3 separate regions of the Ovis aries genome follow, and all the other regions are linked to region 1. A link is a contact called in public Hi-C data. All regions are on one chromosome and are shown on one strand. Each heading gives the region's core, a stretch centred on a gene start, on an enhancer-like site or on the middle of the called end of the contact. The rest is flanking DNA. Distances are from core to core; before and after follow the strand shown. Region 1 overlaps RASGEF1B (RasGEF domain family member 1B). Region 2 overlaps RASGEF1B (RasGEF domain family member 1B). Region 3 overlaps RASGEF1B (RasGEF domain family member 1B).

What was found. Hi-C and Micro-C count contacts between places; a contact is called where the count stands out from the background.
Region 2: a Hi-C map of liver shows a contact between it and region 1, with 2.5 times the contacts expected there. The contact joins two enhancer-like sites. A contact is called at or near these places in 4 of 16 Hi-C or Micro-C datasets (blood, liver and tail adipose tissue).
Region 3: a Hi-C map of liver shows a contact between it and region 1, with 6 times the contacts expected there. The contact joins two enhancer-like sites. A contact is called at or near these places in 3 of 16 Hi-C or Micro-C datasets (liver and mixed tissues).

What each region holds. Positions count from the first base shown.
Region 1 is chr6:96,952,383-96,955,631 of ARS-UI_Ramb_v3.0, forward strand. The region is part of intron 4 of RASGEF1B (RasGEF domain family member 1B); the gene reads right to left. Among named protein-coding and RNA genes, the nearest start is that of TRNAW-CCA, 160 kb to the right of the region's middle. Within about 2 kb of position 1,574, at least 10 of the 54 cell types and tissues checked have an H3K27ac peak or open chromatin away from gene starts, as enhancers often do. A contact at or near this core is called in liver, where this site is marked.
Region 2 is chr6:97,287,631-97,290,879 of ARS-UI_Ramb_v3.0, forward strand. All of the region lies in intron 3 of RASGEF1B (RasGEF domain family member 1B), which reads right to left. Among named protein-coding and RNA genes, the nearest start is that of TRNAW-CCA, 170 kb to the left of the region's middle. Within about 2 kb of position 1,806, at least 2 of the 54 cell types and tissues checked have an H3K27ac peak or open chromatin away from gene starts, as enhancers often do. A contact at or near this core is called in liver, where this site is marked.
Region 3 is chr6:97,228,960-97,232,208 of ARS-UI_Ramb_v3.0, forward strand. All of the region lies in intron 3 of RASGEF1B (RasGEF domain family member 1B), which reads right to left. Among named protein-coding and RNA genes, the nearest start is that of TRNAW-CCA, 110 kb to the left of the region's middle. Within about 2 kb of position 1,737, at least 4 of the 54 cell types and tissues checked have an H3K27ac peak or open chromatin away from gene starts, as enhancers often do. A contact at or near this core is called in liver, where this site is marked.

The DNA.
Region 1 (3,249 bases), core at 324-2,823:
GACAGCATTAAGTGCTGTGCTGTGCTCGGTCTTGTCCAACTCTTTGAGATCCTATGGACTGCTGCCCGCAGGCTCCTCTGTCCATGGGATTCTCCACACAAGAATACTGGACCGGATTGCCATTTCCTCCCCCAGGCGATTAAGCAGAGTCCTTAATTTGCTGGTTAAGTCAAACTTCAAAGCAGTTAACTCCTTTGGAAAAAGTGAGATTTATGTGAGATGCTTGAAAAAGCTGTTGACTCTATTCAAATTACTACCAGGAAGATAAGGCTTAAGAGACAGGTTAACCTCACAAACAGTTCTCACCTTGCAAAGTTTCATTTGTAACCCAGTTGCTGGAAACTCAGAATATATTCTATTTGGCCAGTGGCTCTAGCTCTTTAGGGAGATCACAAACTTCTCTGCAAGAAATCAACCAACAAATGTGTATATACTTTTAGAGAGTTCAGATCTCAGATTAGGAAGTATGTGTGCTGGCCTGTACAGAACTTGGATCGTATTTATTACCCACTTCCTCAAAGAAGGAGAATATGGTGGTTCTGAAGAGAACCTTGGTGTAACACATTCAAAACTGGCTCCTTAGAAAGCAATATTTTTTTTTTTTCCTGGTAGTACTGATCCAATGGAGTTAAAGAGAATGAAAAAGACACTTCTTTTTTGGGGGGGCAGAGATAATTAAATAGGCCTCCCCGCCTCCCACACCCTCCACAAACTGAGGACTTTGGAATGGAGAGAAGGCAATGAGACAATGGGAAATGAATTTGGTTTTTAAAACAATGACCCAGGATAAAAGAAAGCTTTGAGTCGCCAGAATTAGCATACAGATTACAGGTTCTTCTGGGAAACTTCCGAAGGGGAAGTAAGCGATACCCAATCCAGGTATACAAGATGAATGCTCTTTCTTAAAATGAATTTGGGAACCTGGAAAGTTGGTTGACAGACAAGATATCTCACAGGAGCAGCTAATTCAGTCACAAAGATATATCATGTTCTTTCAAGGACCCTGCCAGAGTTCAGCGTGACATTGATCCAGCAGCAAGGAAGCAGGCTCTGGGTGATTTAAGGGATGAATGGATTTGAAAGGCATGCCTAATGGTTTCAAACCAACTAAGGCACCAGATGAAAAGCAGACTGTGCTTGAATCAGCGACTGCTTTTGCACAAGGTTATTTATGGGGAGGCAGGTGCATGAGGCTAAGGTGGTTTCAGGTGACAATGCAAATTGGAAAAGAGGGCCAGGAAAAGATGGGTGTGGGAACTAAATCAAAGGCCATCCTTCAACATCTGCTTTAGGTGTTTTGTAAATCTCTACCAAGATGTCAAGTCAGCATTTCATTTACACCCAGGAGAATGAGATTGCAAAGGGTAGGAGTGTAAGAAAAAAAAGAGGTGTATTTCTCCCTATTTCATCATAGAGCGCCTTGGTGAGATATTTAATAAACCCAATGCCTTTATATTGATTACTATCTTTTTGCTTCTGTTCAAAAATGCTGGGCATGTGTCCCAGTGAGGTAGAGGATAGCCACTCTATCACAGTTGAACTTCGAAACCATATTTGCTTAGTAAGGAGAGGCTTAATTTAAGATCCGGGAATGACTGGTTCCCAAATTCCCATCTAGATTCCAGAGGAACTTTGCCCTTTGGTGAGAGGCCACCACTTCCCTTTCTCACTTGAGGTTCCAGAGATGGGAATGAAAAAAGAGTTCACATATTTCAGCTTGACTCCAGCTGGGATCTCAAGTACTTTTGTCCTCCTTCAGGCACTGTGGAATCTCAGAAGACAACAGTCAACAGTAGGCTCAGAGAGTGTTTCTCTAATTATGGATCTGAGTTGGAAGAAAGTAAAATCAAGTTTCCAACACAATCTAAAACATGCTTATTTTGAGCTTGAAAACATCTCAAAGATGATCTTCTCATTTCTCCCTAGCAGCATCTCTAGATGCTAGTAAAGCTACACCTTTGTTAACCTCCTTGAAAAAAGAGGTATTGTGTTGAGATTACAAACAATGCAGAGCAGACAAGTAAGAATGGACTCACCTCTTTGGCGTGAGAACAAAAAGTAAGTAACTCCCAGATAAGTACATTCTTTGGAACTGAGCCCCAGATGCTTAGGAGATCTCACAGTCAAGGGGAAATAATCAGTATTTCTGAGGAAAGAAGGTCCTATTTCTCTCTATAAGCATGAAATAGGGATATTTCCTGATTTGTTACAGGTTTCCATATAAAAAAATGAATTTGCATTTTGCTTCATTTCCCCTAGATGCTACTTTAAAAAAAAAAAAAAACTAATTCCTAATCAACGAAGGAAAAGAATTCTGACTCAAATAATTACTATCTTTGGTTTCCCTGGAAGAAAAACAAAGCTAAAGTTTGTCATCTTTTGACTTGGGAATATCTTGTCAGCAGTTTATCAAGACACAAAATAACAATTCAGTACATGGAAACTATAAATAGGCCTGGAGGATCATTTAAAACCTTTCTTTGAGATAAATCTTTACTATTTTTTTTTTTTTTGTAGGAAATGATCCCCATGCATATTCTTCCTACAGTTTTTCATCTACAACTTCCATGCAGTTCCTGGCCTTAACAGTAGATGGCTCCACGTTCCTTGTCGTTGAAAGGGCTGGTGCATTCTAGCAGAAACAGTAGGTGCTGGTTTAGAAAAGTAAAAGGACAATTGGGAGTTCTGGGGGAAATTTTTTGAGAAATTGGCATGTGTGATTGTGGCAAATTACTGAACTTTGGAAGGTGGCATTGCTCATGAAATACAGTTGCAAACATACAAAGCCAGTCGGTCTTATTTCCTTACGTCTTGGGTGCTGTTTATGATGAGAATTAATTGTCATTTTCCCAGAGGAATAAAAATGATCTTCTGGATAATCAAAATCATCATCATCTAATTAAGGGCTGTCAAAAAGAGCTTGCTGAGATATTTGAAACTTTCTTTTTCTGGCCAATACATCAGCCACTTACACACATAGCTATTGAGCACTTAAAACATGACTCGTGCAATTTTTTTTGTTTTGTTTAATTTAGTTAAACTTAAGTTCATATATCCCCATGTGGCTAGTTACTGAACAGCACTGGCTACCATATTGCACAGCACAGAGATAAGTAGTGGAATCATCATTTACACATGATAGATTTCAAGTCAAATTACAGAATATCAAATGGGGAAGCAACCTTAACTAAAAGGGTTTATGTTTCTACACCCAATTTACCTCAGTAGGAAAATAACCTGATACTTAGG
Region 2 (3,249 bases), core at 556-3,055, 340 kb after region 1:
TCTGACTGGTGTGAAGTGGTACCTCATTGTGGTTTTGATTTGCATTTCTCTAATAATGAGTGATGTTGAGCATCTTTTCATGTGTTTGTTAGCCATCTGTATGTCTTCTTTGGAGAAATGTCTATTTAGTTCTTTGGCCCATTTTTTGATTGGGTCGTTTATTTTTCTGGAGTTGAGCTGCATAAGTTGCTTGTATATTTTTGAGATTAGTTGTTTGTCAGTTGCTTCATTTGCTATTATTTTCTCCCATTCAGAAGGCTGTCTTTTCACCTTGCTTATATTTTCCTTTGTTGTGCAGAAGCTTTTAATTTTAATTAGATCCCATTTGTTTATTTTTGCTTTTATTTCCAGAATTCTGGGAGGTGGATCATAGAGGATCCTGCTGTGATTTATGTCTGAGAGTGTTTTGCCTATGTTCTCCTCTAGGAGTTTTATAGTTTCTGATCTTACATTTAGATCTTTAATCCATTTTGAGTTTATTTTTGTGTGCGGTGTTAGAAAGTGATCTAGTTTCATTCTTTTACAAGTGGTTGACCAGTTTTCCCAGCACCACTTGTTAAAGAGATTGTCTTTACTCCATTGTATATTCTTGCCTCCTTTGTCAAAGATAAGGTGTCCATATGTGTGTGGATTTATCTCTGGGCTTTCTATTTTGTTCCATTGATCTATATGTCTGTCTTTGTGCCAGTACCATACTGTCTTGATGACTGTGGCTTTGTAGTAGAGCCTGAAGTCAGGCAAGTTGATTCCTCCAGTTCCATTCTTCTTTCTCAAGATTGCTTTGGCTATTCGAGGTTTTTTGTATTTCCATACAAATCTTGAAGCACTGTTTATAATAGCCAGGACATGGAAACAACCTAGATGTCCATCAGCAGATGAATGGATAAGAAAGCTGTGGTACATATACACAATGGAGTATTACTCAGCCGTTAAAAAGAATTCATTTGAATCAGTTCTGATGAGATGGATGAAACTGGAGCCGATTATACAGAGTGAAGTAAGCCAGAAAGAAAAACACCAATACAGTATACTAACACATATATATGGAATTTAGGAAGATGGCAATGACGACCCTGTATGCAAGACAGGGAAAGAGACACAGATGTGTATAACGGACTTTTGGACTCAGAGGGAGAGGGAGAGGGTGGGATGATTTGGGAGAATGACATTCTAACATGTATACTATCATGTGAATTGAATCGCCAGTCTATGTCTGACGCAGGATGCAGCATGCTTGGGGCTGGTGCATGGGGATGACCCAGAAAGATGTTATGGGGAGGGAGGTGGGAGGGGGGTTCATGTTTGGGAATGCATGTAAGAATTAAAGATTTTAAAATTTAAAAAATAAAAAACTAAAAAAAAAAAAAAAAACAAATGTTTAGGCTGTTCACTTGGCTACTGTGAATGATGATGTGATGAACATGGATGGGAGTGTGGGTACAAATACCTCTTCAAAATGCTGATTTTATTCCCTTTGAATTTATACCCAGATATGGGCTTACTTACATGGCAATTCTAGTCCTAATTTTTGAGAAACCTCCACACTGTTTTCCATAGTGACTTCACCAATTTGCATTCTCATCAACAGGGGACAAGGGTTTCCTTTCTCCACATCACTGCCAACACTTACCTGTTGTCTTTGTGATAACAGCTATTTTAACAGGTGCGAGGTGATAGTTAGCTCATTGTGATTTAGATTTGCATTTCCCTGACGATCAGTGATGTTTTCATATACTTGTTAGCCATCTGTATGTCTATGCAGGCTCACTAGCCACTTGCTATAGCTCACTATCGCCACCATCAGGAGCATGCACAGAGAGCCGGCCACAAGGTGAGTGGGTGTGTGGGTGAGGGACAGGAAGCAAGGGGGGTGCCCATGGGCCAGTTGGGGGAATCCGTGGGCAAGGCATGTCAGCAGCTCATGGGTGCTCTTCTTGATGGAGTCCAGGACACACTTAGTAGAATCCACATCCCTTTAATGTCCTCTGAGACTCTCCCAGTCTTTTCCCACTTCCAGTCATTCAGCTGATTGAGTCAGTGCTCTGGAGGGAGTGGTGCAGCAGTGGGGCGGGGGTGGGGAGTTCTCTCGGCACTGAAATGTGCTGTCTTGGGGGAGAGTAGATGCTGGTAAAGTCAAATTAGCTCCTGAAATGCAGAAGATGTGGGTTCAGTCCCTGAGTCAGGAAGATCCCCTGGAGAAGGAGGTGATAACCCACTGCAGTATTCTTGCCTGGGAAATTCCATAGACAGAGGAGCCTGGTGGGCTACAGTCCATGAGACCGCAAAAGAGTCGGACACGACTTGGCAACTAAACAAAAACAACCCTCTCCAGGGTATCCAAACTGGTAATTTTTGCTCTAACAAAAGTTGCTGGAATTTCTGTGCTGGAAACCTGGGCTTCCACAAAGCCTCTCTTGTCTGTGGGTGAGCGCCTAAGACTGTTTCCAGGAGCTGCAAGACCACAGCCAAGAGGGGCTCGAGTCATTCACGGGCCACTGCAGGGCCCACAGCACAGAGGCAGGGCAGCCCACGGGGTGAGGCTTCTCTGGGGTGCTTTCATGTGTCATGTATGGGGCTGGACCCCACAGTTCCCACAACAGCACTTTTGTCCACTGACAGACGCCAAACTGTTGTAGTCGAGGGGAGGATGCACACGAGGGGCATCTTATTCACGGATGCTGCTGACGTTACTTTAACTTCTGACTCTCATGTGATATGCCAACCCGGTAACTTAACAAGCCTATTTTTGTTTTGATTTGGTTTCTCAACACTCTTTATTAATCGAAGCAATAGGAGGACAAAAGTTTTCATTTTTAAAATTAATTAACATAGAAGAGTCCTGGCTTGGGAAATGCTCAACACTTTTCTATAAAATATGAGAGAAAATTGGTGGGTGCGGGGGACCAATAAGATGAAAGAATGACTTTCATTAATGAAAGACACTTGAAAAATGTAGTGCCCAAACGCCATCTTAATCCTTCACTTGAGTCCAGCTGTAAATATAAGCAGAATTGAACAAAGTTACATTCAGAGTATGATTGAAAGCCAAATGATTGCTTCTGACGCCATCCTGAGTAGACTACAGGCTTCCCACTGAAGTGGGAACGCATGCACGGTAGACCACAAAAGCTGTAGGATTTTTCATTTCCAAAATGTTCTGCACCATGCTTATGCTGGTCGCCTTGGAAGAACTTGATTGCTGCTGAGTGTGTGTTAGTCACTCAGTCATGTATGACTCTTTACGACCCC
Region 3 (3,249 bases), core at 487-2,986, 280 kb after region 1:
ACAACTTTATGAGGTAGGCACTATTCACCATTTTACAGATTTGAAACCCAGAGAGGTTAAGCAGCATGTTTACGGTCACTGAGCTTGTCAGCGGGAGAAGCAGGGGTTCAACCTTGGCAGCCTGGTTCCAGAACCCATGCTCTTAAACACGGTGCTATGCTGAGGGAAAAAAAGAAAGACTTTCTAAGAAGAAAAATGACAAATCAGACTCCTCTCACTTGTATGTGGATGTCTCTCCTGACTAGCTCCCACCTACTCTCCAGCCTTCACGAGTCCACCAATCCCTCTCACCCGACTCCAGCCACAGATGGCTTCCATTCACCCTCATGCTCACCCAAGCTCCCTACCACAGGGCCCTTGCATGTGCTCTTCCCTCCGCCTGGTATGCACTCTTGTCCCCTTTCCCTGGTGATGCTCTTCCATCTCTCAGATCTCCAAACAAGCTTTCCCTGGCTATTAAGCTTGGATTATAGGCTTTCCTGGTTCAAAACACTTCCCTTACTTAGCTTTCATCAGAGTTACCATCTGACATCTCTACCTGATTTGTATCCGCTTAGCTTCCTTGGATATCCTCAGTGTCTGGAACAATGCATGTTCAATAAAAACTTATTGACTGACCTACTGGTTGATTTATATTTGTCTGATCCCTGGACTGTGTGCTTCATGAAGGAGGGAACCATGTGTGTTTATACTTCTGCTGTATCCTCAACACTTAGTTAACTGCCTGACACAAAACTGATACCTACTGAGCAAAATACATAAACCAGAGCACAGTTTTTTAAAACTTTTTTTTAATTTTACATTAAAATATAGCCAATTAACAATGTTGTGATAGTTTTAGGTGGACAGCAAAGGGACTCAGCCATACATATACCTGTATCCATTCTCCCCCTAATTCCCCTCCCATCCAGGCTGCCACATAACATTGAGCAGAGTTCCCTGTGCTATACAACAGACCTGGTTGATTATCCATTTTAAATAGAGCAGTGTGTACATGTCCATCCCCAACTCCCTAACTGTCCTTTCCCCCATTCTTCCCAGAGCACTATTTTATTATCTCTACAGCAATTATAGAAATTTCCTGTGATCCTTTTTAAAAAGTAAGTCTCTGATCCTACTAATTTCCAAAGAAAAACTTCAATATGCCCGGAAGATAGGGCTTTCAGCACTCTTGTCCACGGGGCCCTCAGATCTCATGGAGTAGACAGGAGCTGGATTTCAGAGGCAGCCTGCAGGGCTCACCTGTCTCCTCCAAGGGTGGCCTGCCTCCCTGAACAGGAGCTTGGGGACCACATCAATGCAGGTTGGCTTGCATCCTCCGACTTGCAGTCCCCTGACCCCTCAGCCCTCCTATGTCCACCTTAGATCATCCACACGTTGCCAACGACTGTAATTCTAGAAAGAGGAAAAGCAATGACCAAAAAGGCAATCATTTCCTCAGACAACTTTGGACAACTGACTTTTCTTCAAGTAGAAGGAAGGGTAAAGAAGCTCCCTCCTTCTTTGATGGCCTCTGGGACTTATCACTTTTGCCACAGCTTCTCCTGAAAGTTATCACCACCTGCTGTCACTGGGCTCAACCTTTCCTCTGCAACTGAAAGAAATCAAAGCTGTCTCTCCACCTCAATTTGCAGGAGAGCAACCTGTCTTCCCCACAGCATCAGGAGGCAGAACTTGCTCACTCAGGGTTTGAAACCATCCCTGACCTTTGACCCAAAGGAAGCGCAGGGCTTGGAACTCTGGCATTCCAACTCAGAAAGGTTGCTGACCTCTGGCTTGGAAAGCATGCAGTCACCTCAACTCATTCCCAGAGTCAGTGATTAGGCAGATTCTTGTCATCCTCCTCTCTTCTTTGAGCAAAGCCTGTCATCAAAATAACTAGACAGATATAGGGACTGTGAGCAAAAACTAGAATGCAATCTTTTTTAACAGGGGGGAGCTTTAAATAAGCCATACACAAAAGGGCAGATACTGTAGGATTCCACTTACATGATGTATCTAGAGAGGTCAAATTCTTAGAGACAGGAAGTAGAATGGTGGTTGCTGGAGATTAAGGAAAGGGGAGCTGTTGTTAATGGGTAAAGGGCTTCAGTTTGTGATGATGAAAAAATTCTGGAGGTGAAGGGTGGTGAAGGTTACGCAATAGTGTGAATGTACTGATATTCAACGTCACAGAAAAGTGCATGTAAAAATGGCTAAAATGGAAAATTTTACTACAACTTTTTTAAAAAGCAGAGGCTTTACAGATCTTGACCTTGGTATCTTTTCAATCTTTTCCTACACTTGCTGGCCAGCAGTTCCAAAAGTTAAAACAAGCAAACAAATAAACAAATTTCCAAGCCTTTCCTCTTAAGTAATCGCCCTTGTCATATTTCTACTGCCCCTCAATATGGGAGCTTTGATATGATGCTTTTCTTGTCAGACTACGCTGTCAATCCAAAGAACCCCAGAACTCCGCAGTTTCAAATAACAAAAAAGCATTTCTTGTTCTCTGTACGTGTCCACAGTGAGTCTATAAGAAGATTTCTTTTCAATTCCATCCTGTCCTTGAGCGCAGAAGTTACAAGATCGTACAACATCAAAAGGCATGTCGTTACATGCTTTATTTGGGGAGATAAAAAATCTGGTCATGTTCTCAGAGGAGCAAAACCTTTAAAAAGGGAATAAGCTGATCTTTGAGATTACTTATTCTAGGCTATCTGGCCTCAGAAGACCCTGATAAGTTGCAACAGATTTTAAAGGAGACTCCATAAATCCACATGCCCAGCCTTCACCCACTGACAGTGTGCGTTCAAGTGCAGAGCCCCTGGAGAGACCTCCTGACTGTTTTATAACGGCCAGATAAACATCCCCATCAGAGAACAGCCACCCCATCCAGGCCCTCGAAAGGACAAGGCAAGCTCAGACAGTACGAAAGCCCAAGCCATTCACTCCATATGAAAATGACAGGGCTTCCCAGAAGCTGGGCTTCACACTCAGTGTGCAGGATGGGAGCCTAGCAGAAGATTGGACCTGGAGACTCCTTTACATACACACATTCGAGCACAGATTAACAAAACCTTCAAATGCCATCCTGCTGTCCTTCCTGTTTACTCTGTAGCAATACAGTCAATATCAGAAAAGCTCAGGCACCATCACCTCTGGTATATTCATCCAGTACACCCACATGCTAGTAGGCAGAGAAATGCCGGCTGGCCCTGCCTTGCCTTATATGCTAATGATAGCTTTGGGAAGATTTTCAAGTATCTC